3 separate regions of the Hordeum vulgare genome follow, and regions 1 and 2 are each linked to region 3. A link is a contact called in public Hi-C data. All regions are on one chromosome and are shown on one strand. The core of a region is the stretch at or near the end of the contact, and the rest is flanking DNA. Distances in the headings are between cores, read along the strand shown. Region 1 holds the start of LOC123444280 (probable choline kinase 2). Region 2 holds the start of LOC123444279 (type IV inositol polyphosphate 5-phosphatase 3). Region 3 has its middle 290 kb from the start of LOC123444283.

The links. A called contact is a pair of places that touch in the nucleus more often than the background predicts.
Region 1: a Hi-C map of leaf shows a contact between it and region 3, with 7 times the contacts expected there. The contact joins the promoter of LOC123444280 here to the enhancer-like site in region 3. A contact is called at or near these places in 4 of 6 Hi-C or Micro-C datasets (leaf and seedling) and 1 of 1 datasets of contacts at active chromatin or transcription factors (embryo).
Region 2: a Hi-C map of leaf shows a contact between it and region 3, with 5 times the contacts expected there. The contact joins the promoter of LOC123444279 here to the enhancer-like site in region 3. A contact is called at or near these places in 4 of 6 Hi-C or Micro-C datasets (leaf and seedling).

Annotation. Positions count from the first base shown.
Region 1 is chr3H:463,601,093-463,603,928 of MorexV3_pseudomolecules_assembly, forward strand. It overlaps LOC123444280 (probable choline kinase 2), which reads right to left and starts at 1,575. Exons shown (of 7, transcript XM_045120959.1): 1 at 938-1,575. The coding sequence starts at 1,330.
Region 2 is chr3H:463,504,875-463,507,701 of MorexV3_pseudomolecules_assembly, forward strand. It overlaps LOC123444279 (type IV inositol polyphosphate 5-phosphatase 3), which reads left to right and starts at 1,453. Exons shown (of 10, transcript XM_045120957.1): 1 at 1,453-1,837; 2 at 2,008-2,122; 3 at 2,746-2,817. The coding sequence starts at 1,688.
Region 3 is chr3H:463,896,789-463,899,681 of MorexV3_pseudomolecules_assembly, forward strand. No RefSeq gene overlaps it. Among protein-coding and RNA genes, the nearest start is that of LOC123444283, 290 kb to the right of the region's middle. Within about 2 kb of position 1,308, at least 2 of the 3 cell types and tissues checked have open chromatin away from gene starts, as enhancers often do. A contact at or near this core is called in leaf, where this site is marked.

The sequences.
Region 1 (2,836 bases), core at 325-2,824, 300 kb before region 3:
GCTCTGAAGAATCTAGAACGTGCTACGGTGCCCTCTCATTCTTTGGCAATAGCATGACTCACATTTCAAAGGGACTTAGAAAGTGAATTGGACCATGCATACTGCCTACGCTTCTTCATTCTAAACGTACTTTGCCACCAACTGCGTTGGTTTTGCCAACTTAGTAATCGGCCTACTTCCTGAAGTCAAATCAATTGCTTTCAGGCCATGGATTTTCTAAGGGAGACGTTCCCTGTGGTCGTATGTGCAGTTATAGACGATCGACTACTTGACAAAGACAGCATCATCAGCTAGTGACACCACAAATTTATTGACGTGACAAGAAATAGCCTAAGGAAGAGAGATTTCATTTGATGACATAGCCTTGCAAAGAAAAATATACACACATCACAAATTTCTAGGAGATGTCGCAAGCGAAGAAACACAAGGCAGCTTTTGACTAAGTCACGTGGGACATAAATAATTCCGGCTAAATGGGAGTTGATTGACTAATGGCTTGAAGAAACGTTTTCTTTCTGAACTGATGGATAAGACTAGATGTGAAGAATTATCAAAAATTTCAGAATGCTCGATTCCCACGGCAGAGCATTCAACGAACGAGAACCACACTGCAATAAACTAGTCGGCCCCATAGCAGTAGAATCTCGTAAAGTATCAAGAAAGCAGTAGCTTAACCCTAACTTGCATATTTAATTTGACAAGAACAAATTCCACACTGCATGGTCCGGGTTAACTAAATTTACGAAAATTCCACCAAACACAAGTGCACTAAAAATAACTGAATCATTCGTGCAAAGAAACAGAGCAATTTGGCAGTTGAAGAAATTCGCCAAGAAACAGAGGATACCAGTTCTGAAATGGCCTCTGAACCAAGAAAGACTGAAAGGTAGAAGAAATTTGATAGCTATTTTGCTTATTAGACGCGATATGCACCTACCCGTGCGTGGATGAACTCCTCGACGCGGCCGTTGGGGAAGCGGCCGAGGAGGCGGGGGCCCTGGCCGTGGCGGGACATGCACTCGAAGGTGCGCAGCTCGTCCTCGCGGTCGAAGAAGAGGTCGACGCCGTCGCCGTAAATCCGCACCAGCACCTTCCTCACCTCCCTCTCCTTGAGCGGCCCCGCGCCGGCGCCCGCCTCGGCCGGGGCGGTGAGCCAGCGCACCTGGTACACCTCGTTGGTCATGGCGCCCTTGAGCGGCACCACCTCCAGCGCGCGGCAGTCCGCCACGTTCGGCCACGCGGCCGCCAGGTCGTGCAGGAGACGCCGCGCCTCCTTGGGGATCCTCGCCGGCTCCGCCGGCCTCTGGACCTGGCTCTCGATCGCCACCATTCTCGCGAACCACGTTTTCTGCTCTCTCCTTTGATCGAACCTGGGGCGGGAATGGGGGTGCCAGAGGATTTGGCGCTCTCGCCTCTTCCTTTGATCTTTCTGTTTCTTGTTTCTCTGATTCGGGTGTTCTTGTTCGTGAAGCGAGATTGGGGGAGAAGTAGGGAAGCTTCGCAACTGCGGGTAACGGGGAGGAGGTTTTGCTCTGCCTGGCGTGTTTTGGGATGGTTTATCAGTTTATGTGGTTCGGGGCTCCGAGGGCGGGGCCGCGCATAAATAGGGTCTGCCTGTTGCTTGGGATTTTTCCAGATGCCCCCTCCATGGTTTCTCTCCATTCTTTGCGAGGACATACCCCGGTCAATCAACCGGGGTCTTCTTGGGCACCGCACCGTGTTGACTCGTTGCTTTTTCTTTTTGCGAATACGCAATTTTTTCGTATTATTTCATTGATAGGAAAAGTTTGGGTGAGCAAAAAATGATACAGCGCATAACATAAAGAACGTGAACAGCAGATTACTAACGTCCAATCAGTTGGAAAGCGCTAGGCATCGGTCTGCACGCAGCATCCATCAGACTACGTATGCGCCGTTGGATGAGGGTCTGGGATCCATCAGATTAGATGTGATGTCCTGTTTTAGAGGGTTTTAATACCTGTAATTAAGCGGCTGGGCGTACGCAATAAGTGGCCCTGAACGCACGCACTGGACATATGCTTCCTTCCGCGGGAGAACAGCTCCTCTCCTGTGTCTTCTCCATTCAGATTTCTGGCGCGAATGCTTCCATCGAGAGACAAGTATCTGCAAAAGTGGCGCACCTAAGACGAGATATTGAGTATAGAGGGATTTCAGATGCAATCTGGCGGCATGGATCGGGTAATACCACAGGTTCGTGAGGCGTTTGGGGTGCTGCTGCTTCGAGTAATCAGACAAACATGAATCCTCCTGTGGTGAATATTGGAGATGAGGAGGTAACACGAACACCTTGATACATATTCGCAGTTTTTAGCTTTCTTTTTTCGGATGTTTGTTGTAGTTTTGATGTATGCTGGTCGTCTGATGCATGATTTGGCTGGTTTTTAACACACCATCGGGGATTGTTGATGAATCTGTAGGATAAATGTGACAGCGTAGTTAGAAGCACGATTTGTTGCCCTTCGATACATTTTACTTTGCTGCTGGAAGCTTAGATTGTATTGTCATGGGCTGTGTTCAGAATATGTTGTGATCTGTTTAGCACCGTATATGTTCAGATACATTCAGATATGGTATGTGTTCAGATATTTTCAACTTGTGCCCATTGTTTTGGCTCTAGGATATCATGTGTGCAATGTTGATGCTAAAAAATATGTTTCATTGTAGGATGAAATCATGGAGGACATTGAAGGGGGCACATATATTCCATTTGCTGATGATGCAACAACTACTCGACCAGATGCGCCATATGTTGGATTAGTCTTTGACACCATCGAGGAAGCACAAAAGGTGTATAATAGCTATGCTAAGAAGCTGG
Region 2 (2,827 bases), core at 203-2,702, 390 kb before region 3:
TCGAGATAGCTGCTGCCTCCGTATAAAAATTGTACGTAGCTGTAGCTGTAGCTGTTGGAAAAAAAAAGAATACAAGCACAGATTGCAAGCCTTGGATACACCTGAACCTGCAACAAACCCGGTGGCTACGTGGCAAATAAACTACGTAGCGCAGCACCGCCAACGACTCACTCATCGGTGTACACGACAGTCGAGCGAGTCTATCATGGCCGACGGACGAGTCCTAAGCTCGGGTCAATTTCGGTTCCTTCCTTATCAGCTGGTTGGCCGCCTTGTTGCCTGCCGTTGAGGGTAACGATGATTATCGGATGGAGATTTGCGCGCGCTGGATGGACCATGCACAAGCACCTTTTACATCAAATCAAAAGTAGTAATAATAATAATAAGCTATGGATCACAAGTTGTGCGTGATATGATGCGGTATTTAAAACCTGCTCAGGCCCCAGCGCCGAGTAGACTTGCACGTAAAGTTGCAGATCGCCAAAGCTCTCAAGAAATCTTTGGCTTCGCGCATAGCACTTACTGTATGCACGTGAAATAAGAAAGTCAAAAAAGGAGACCAACTTGGCCTGCCGCCACTTGGGCACTGGTTCTTCGTGCTACGAGTCTCTTGCAGGGTGGTGAGACCGCCTAGCAAGAACGTACAGGTACAGACATATGCCGCTGGATCCAAAAACTGGACGTGTCAAAGCAAGCAACAACAGTAAGCTAAGCTAGAGGACAAAGCGAGATCAGAGCGGGCCGGCCTCGCTGTCAAGCCACAGGGAGAAGAGGCAGCGGACATGCGTGCGGACTATTTGCATGGACTGCAGGTTTGGAAAAGAGAAGAGGTCGCTCTCGGTCGATGGAACTCTCGACAATGCCCCGCAAGTTGCACCCCGAGGATCCCATCCATCGGTGATCGTTAGTACCACACATGCTCGAACCGTACGTACAACCATAGTATCGTCAAGCATTAGATGGAGTCGGTAGCTAGTCGGCGAGCACGCGCAGAGATGGACCGATTGAATGGAATGGGGGATCATCAAAGACTGTGGGGGTCTAATGACTACAGCGACGGGGCGTGGTCGTTGTGGGAGATAGTACATGGTTTTTGGGTGGAGGGGGGAAAAGGTGGAGTTGGACGGGATGGGATGGGATGGATTCTGGAGGAAAGCTACAGTCTCGCGTAGCAAACAAGCAGGCTCCTTCCTTGCTTGTTTCACCAACGGGATAAGGAGGGAGGGAGGGAGGGAGGGTGTGTGTACTCTGGCAGTCTGGTGGGTGGACGTAGATGAGGTCGGCAGAAAGAACGCTAGGTAAGTACCTTTTCCCACCGGAGCCACTGAGCCAGCGGGCCCCGGCCCAACAGCCGAGCTAGCCTAGCCTAGCCGCCGCAAGTGCGACCTCTCTGACTCTGAGCGAGTCCAACCCCGGCCGGGCTAGATCTACTAGTGGTGAGTGACAGACTGACTGACGAAGCGCCTGTTGGCGTTGGGTTCCAGTCCAGCACGAGCTCGAGCCAGGAACATACATACATAAATCCGACCCGCCATTCGCTCGCTAGCTAATTAGCTACTCCTCGCTAGCATCAGTGTGTCTGTCTGTCTGTCTCCCCTGTTACGCAAGAGGAAAGGAGAAGGAGGGAACGCAGCAGAAGAGGTTTGCCGTTGCGTGGCGTCAAGTTCTGGTGCACGCACGGGCGCGAATGGCGGCCAGGCACTCGTACCCGCCCACGCGGGCCACGCGGAGCGCGCCGGCTCCACGGCCATTGTCGCCTCTCGGGGAGTCGGCGGCGGCGGCGGCCCACCCCGGCGCCGACCCGGAGGCGCGCCGCAAGGCCAAGAAGCAGAACCAGGTGCGCGCGCGCGTTCCCTCCTTGTTTTGTCCGTCCGTCCGCCCGTTCGTTTGGACGGCGGATCGTCCATCGGTCGGGGGGGTTTGATTAATTAGTATATTTTGCGAGACTGTAACGTATAGAGTGCAGTACTACTGTTGATGATCCGGGTTTGGGGTTGGATTGTGCAGCTGTGGCCCAAGACGGTGCTGCGAAAGTGGCTCAACATCCGGTCGCCGGACTCCGACTTCAGCGCCGACGAGGGCGACACGGCCGACGAGGCCGACAGCGAGTCCGAGTACGAAGGTGCACGATCCCCTCCCCTCCCCTCCCGCCCCCTCCACCATCAACTGCCTCCGCCATCAAGTTATCATTCATGTGGCCCTGGCCCCATCGTCGAATTAACAAGTCAGGATTCGGTGCTGCCAAATCCAGTGAACCCGCCAATGCGTCCGGGTTGGATTCATCCTAGATTTCCAGTCCAGACCCCAGACCGTTTCTTGGTTTCTGCTCTTCATCTTTTTCCTCCCCGGCCCATTTCTTTCTGTCAGGAAGGAGTTTCATGTGGGCAGGTTTCAACCACCACCCGATCCATTTAGTTCGGCGACACTTCCCTTGTTTCTGGCCTGAAAAACAAATACTACAAGTGGGAGGACGCGGTAGATTTCGAGGAATCGCCAAATGCCCTGCTTCTGTTTTGTTCATTCTGGTGTTGGCTTATAAAAAAGTAAAGCAAAAATACTCGCAACACGTGGCAGGTTGCAGAAAGCAAATTACTTTGAAAAAAAAGGATGCATGCAATTGTATTTTACTGTACTTTGTTGTCTGTCTGTGCCTCTTTGGTCGCTTTCTTTTCTCGACTTCAAGTTTGCATATTGATATGATCAACCAAAGCCTAATAGTTTGCCATTTTTGATCCATTTGCGCAGAGATGTGCGGATGGGAACGGCAGCGATATGACCGGGACAGGAGAATGCGTGGATTGGGTGCTCAGACTACTGGTAATTTGAT
Region 3 (2,893 bases), core at 58-2,557:
TTATGAGCATCTATAAATGTTTTTTGATAAGGCAATCATTTCTTAGAAAACACGAATGTATTTAGAACACTAAAACTTCTTTAAATTATAATACAAAATGTCAGAAACTATGAATGATTTTGCGTGGGCACATTTTTTCGAAAAACTAATTACTTGTTCGTAAACACGGATATTTTTGGACTTTATCGGGATTTTTGAAAACAAACAACATTTTTCTGAATTTCTAATACTTTTTTAATTTTAAAAGTTCAATGTAAAATAGGAAAGCATACGGGCGCAGAACCCCCTTCCCCGCTGTCCAGACCCATACGCGAGCTAGACCACAACCTGTTTTCTGGGTTTTTTATGTTTTCCATTTTTTTTTGTTTATACTTTAGAATATTTAAAATATATTTATTACAAAAGTCTACAAATATTTTTTGGAAAAATTTGAATAGACATTCGAACAATGTTGAACAAGTATTTAAAAAAGGTATCAAGCATTAGGGAAATGTTGAACAAGTATTTAAAAAATATTGAATAAGTATTAGAAAAAGGTTGATTGAGTATGCGAAAAAGGTTGAACAAGTAGGTATTTGAAAATGTTGAACAAGTATTTGGAAAAATATCTATGATGTATACAGAAATATTAAACATGTATTTACAAAATGTCGAATAATTATTTTAAAAATGGTGAACACGAAAAAATATTGATCTTGTATATAAGAATTTAGAATGAAAAACAAAAAAGAAACTAAGAACAAAAACAAAAAATGAAAAACAAAAAATGAAGCAAATAAACCAAATGAAAAAAGCTTAAGAAATAAAATAAGGAAAAACCCGGAGAATGGAAAAGAAAACGAGAAAACCCTGGAGAAAGCCTGGTTCTTTTCCTCTTTATAGGTACGATTTGTGCTACTACTATCATGAACCGAAAGTCAATCTACTGGCTTGATGTAGTTGCTCTAAGCCAAGAGACGACGGCTTGAATCCGAGCTGCGTTCCATTTTCTGTTAGTGCGTTTTTCCTCCTACTCTATGCGTTCGTGAGTGTGCCTGCCCGATTAGCGTAGTCTAAGCGAACGATCTTTTCATCTACTCTCTCCATCCCAAAATAATTGTCTCAACTTTATACTACCTTTAATATAAGAATTATACTAAGCTTAAGACACTTATTTTCGAACGGAGAAAGTAGTTTTTTTTAGACAAATCTTTCCTTCTAGCTTAAACTGAGAAATAGTCGTAACGTTGCAAATGGACGCACAACCCTCCTCCCCGCTGGGCAGGACCATTTTTTTTCTGTTTTTCAGACCATAAAAATAGGAAAATGCTATTTGACGCATCTTGCGTCAAAGTGTCGGGGTATCGCACAGGCGTATGAAGGGACAGGATGGCCCATAAGGATTCCACTGATTGCGGTTTTGGGAACCTGCTGGAAGGTTTCAAGCGGTTTTTTCCGGTTTTGTGGACCTTCCATAAGGTTCTTGAACCTTTTTTTTTGTTTCTGTTCGTTTTTGTTATCCACTATTTTTTCAGTTTTTTCTTCTGTTTTGTATCCTTTTTCTTTCTTTTTTATTTTTTCTTTTTAATAGTTTTAGTTTCTCAAGTTTTTTTAACAAATATTCATAGTTTCAAAACTTGGTTATTTTTCTAGATTCCAACTTTGTTCACAACTCGAAAAATGTTCATGGTTTCAAAATTTGTTCACAATTCGAAAAAAAGTTTCCGATTACAAAATTTCTTCCGGACTTTGGAAAATGTTCCAGAAATTGAAAAAATGTTTGAAATTTGAAAAAAATGTTCCGGAGTTTGGAAAATGTTCGGAATTTGAAAAAAAGTTTTAGAATATAAAAAACTGTTTCAGAATCTGAAAAAATGTTTCGGAGTTTGAAAAAATGTTCTAAATTTGAAAGAATGTTCCGAAAATACAAACAATATACCGGAATTTGTAAAAATGTTCTGGAATTTGAAAAAATGTTCCGAAATTATAAAAAAGTTTCTGAAATTTTAAAATGTTCCGGAATTTGAAAAATATTCCGGTATTTTAAAAAATGTTCCGGAATTTGAAAAGAATTTCTGCAATTTGTAAAATGTTTGAGAATTTCAGAAATGTTCCGGAATTTGAAAAAATGCTCCACATATTAAAAAATGCTCCATATTTGAAAAAATGTTCTTGAATTTGCCAAATGTTCCGGAATTTGTTAAAATGTACTAGAATTCAAAAAAATGTTCCAGAAGTTGACAGTTTTTCCGGAATTTTAAAAAATGTTCCAGAATTTGAAAAAATATTACGAGATTTTCAAAGTGATTTTTTACATATTTTATAAAAATATTTCTGTTTTTAAATTTTGTTCTCATAATTCAAAAATTGTTTGTGCTTAAAAAATGTGATCATGCTTTCAAATTTGTTTGGGATTTTTCAAAATTGTTGTCCTTTTCAAAATTTTGTTCTCAAGATTCAAAAAATGTTCACGCTTCCAAAAAATTCATGTTTTTTTGAAAATTCTTCTTTAAATTCGAATAATGTTTTCGCTTTAAATAGAAATTTGGTCACGCTTTTCAAATTTGTTTGCGATTTTTCAAAAAAAAAATCACCTTTTCAAGATTTTGTTCTCGAGATTGAAATAATGTTTGTACTTTGAAAAATATTAGAGCTTTCAAATTTGTTCACGAGTTTGCAAAACTGGTCTCGGTTTCAAAACATGTTCTCAAGATTCAAATTATTATTTGTTCTTTAAAAAATTGTTTGCGCTTTCAAATTTTTTCCCCGTTTAAAAAAAAGTTCATGTTTTAAAAAATGTTTATGGTTTCAAATTTGTTCACAGTTTGAAATATTTTCATAATTTTAGTTTTTGGTGACGAATTTAAAATTTATTGATATTTCAAAATTTGTTCACAGTTTAAAAAATGTTGCA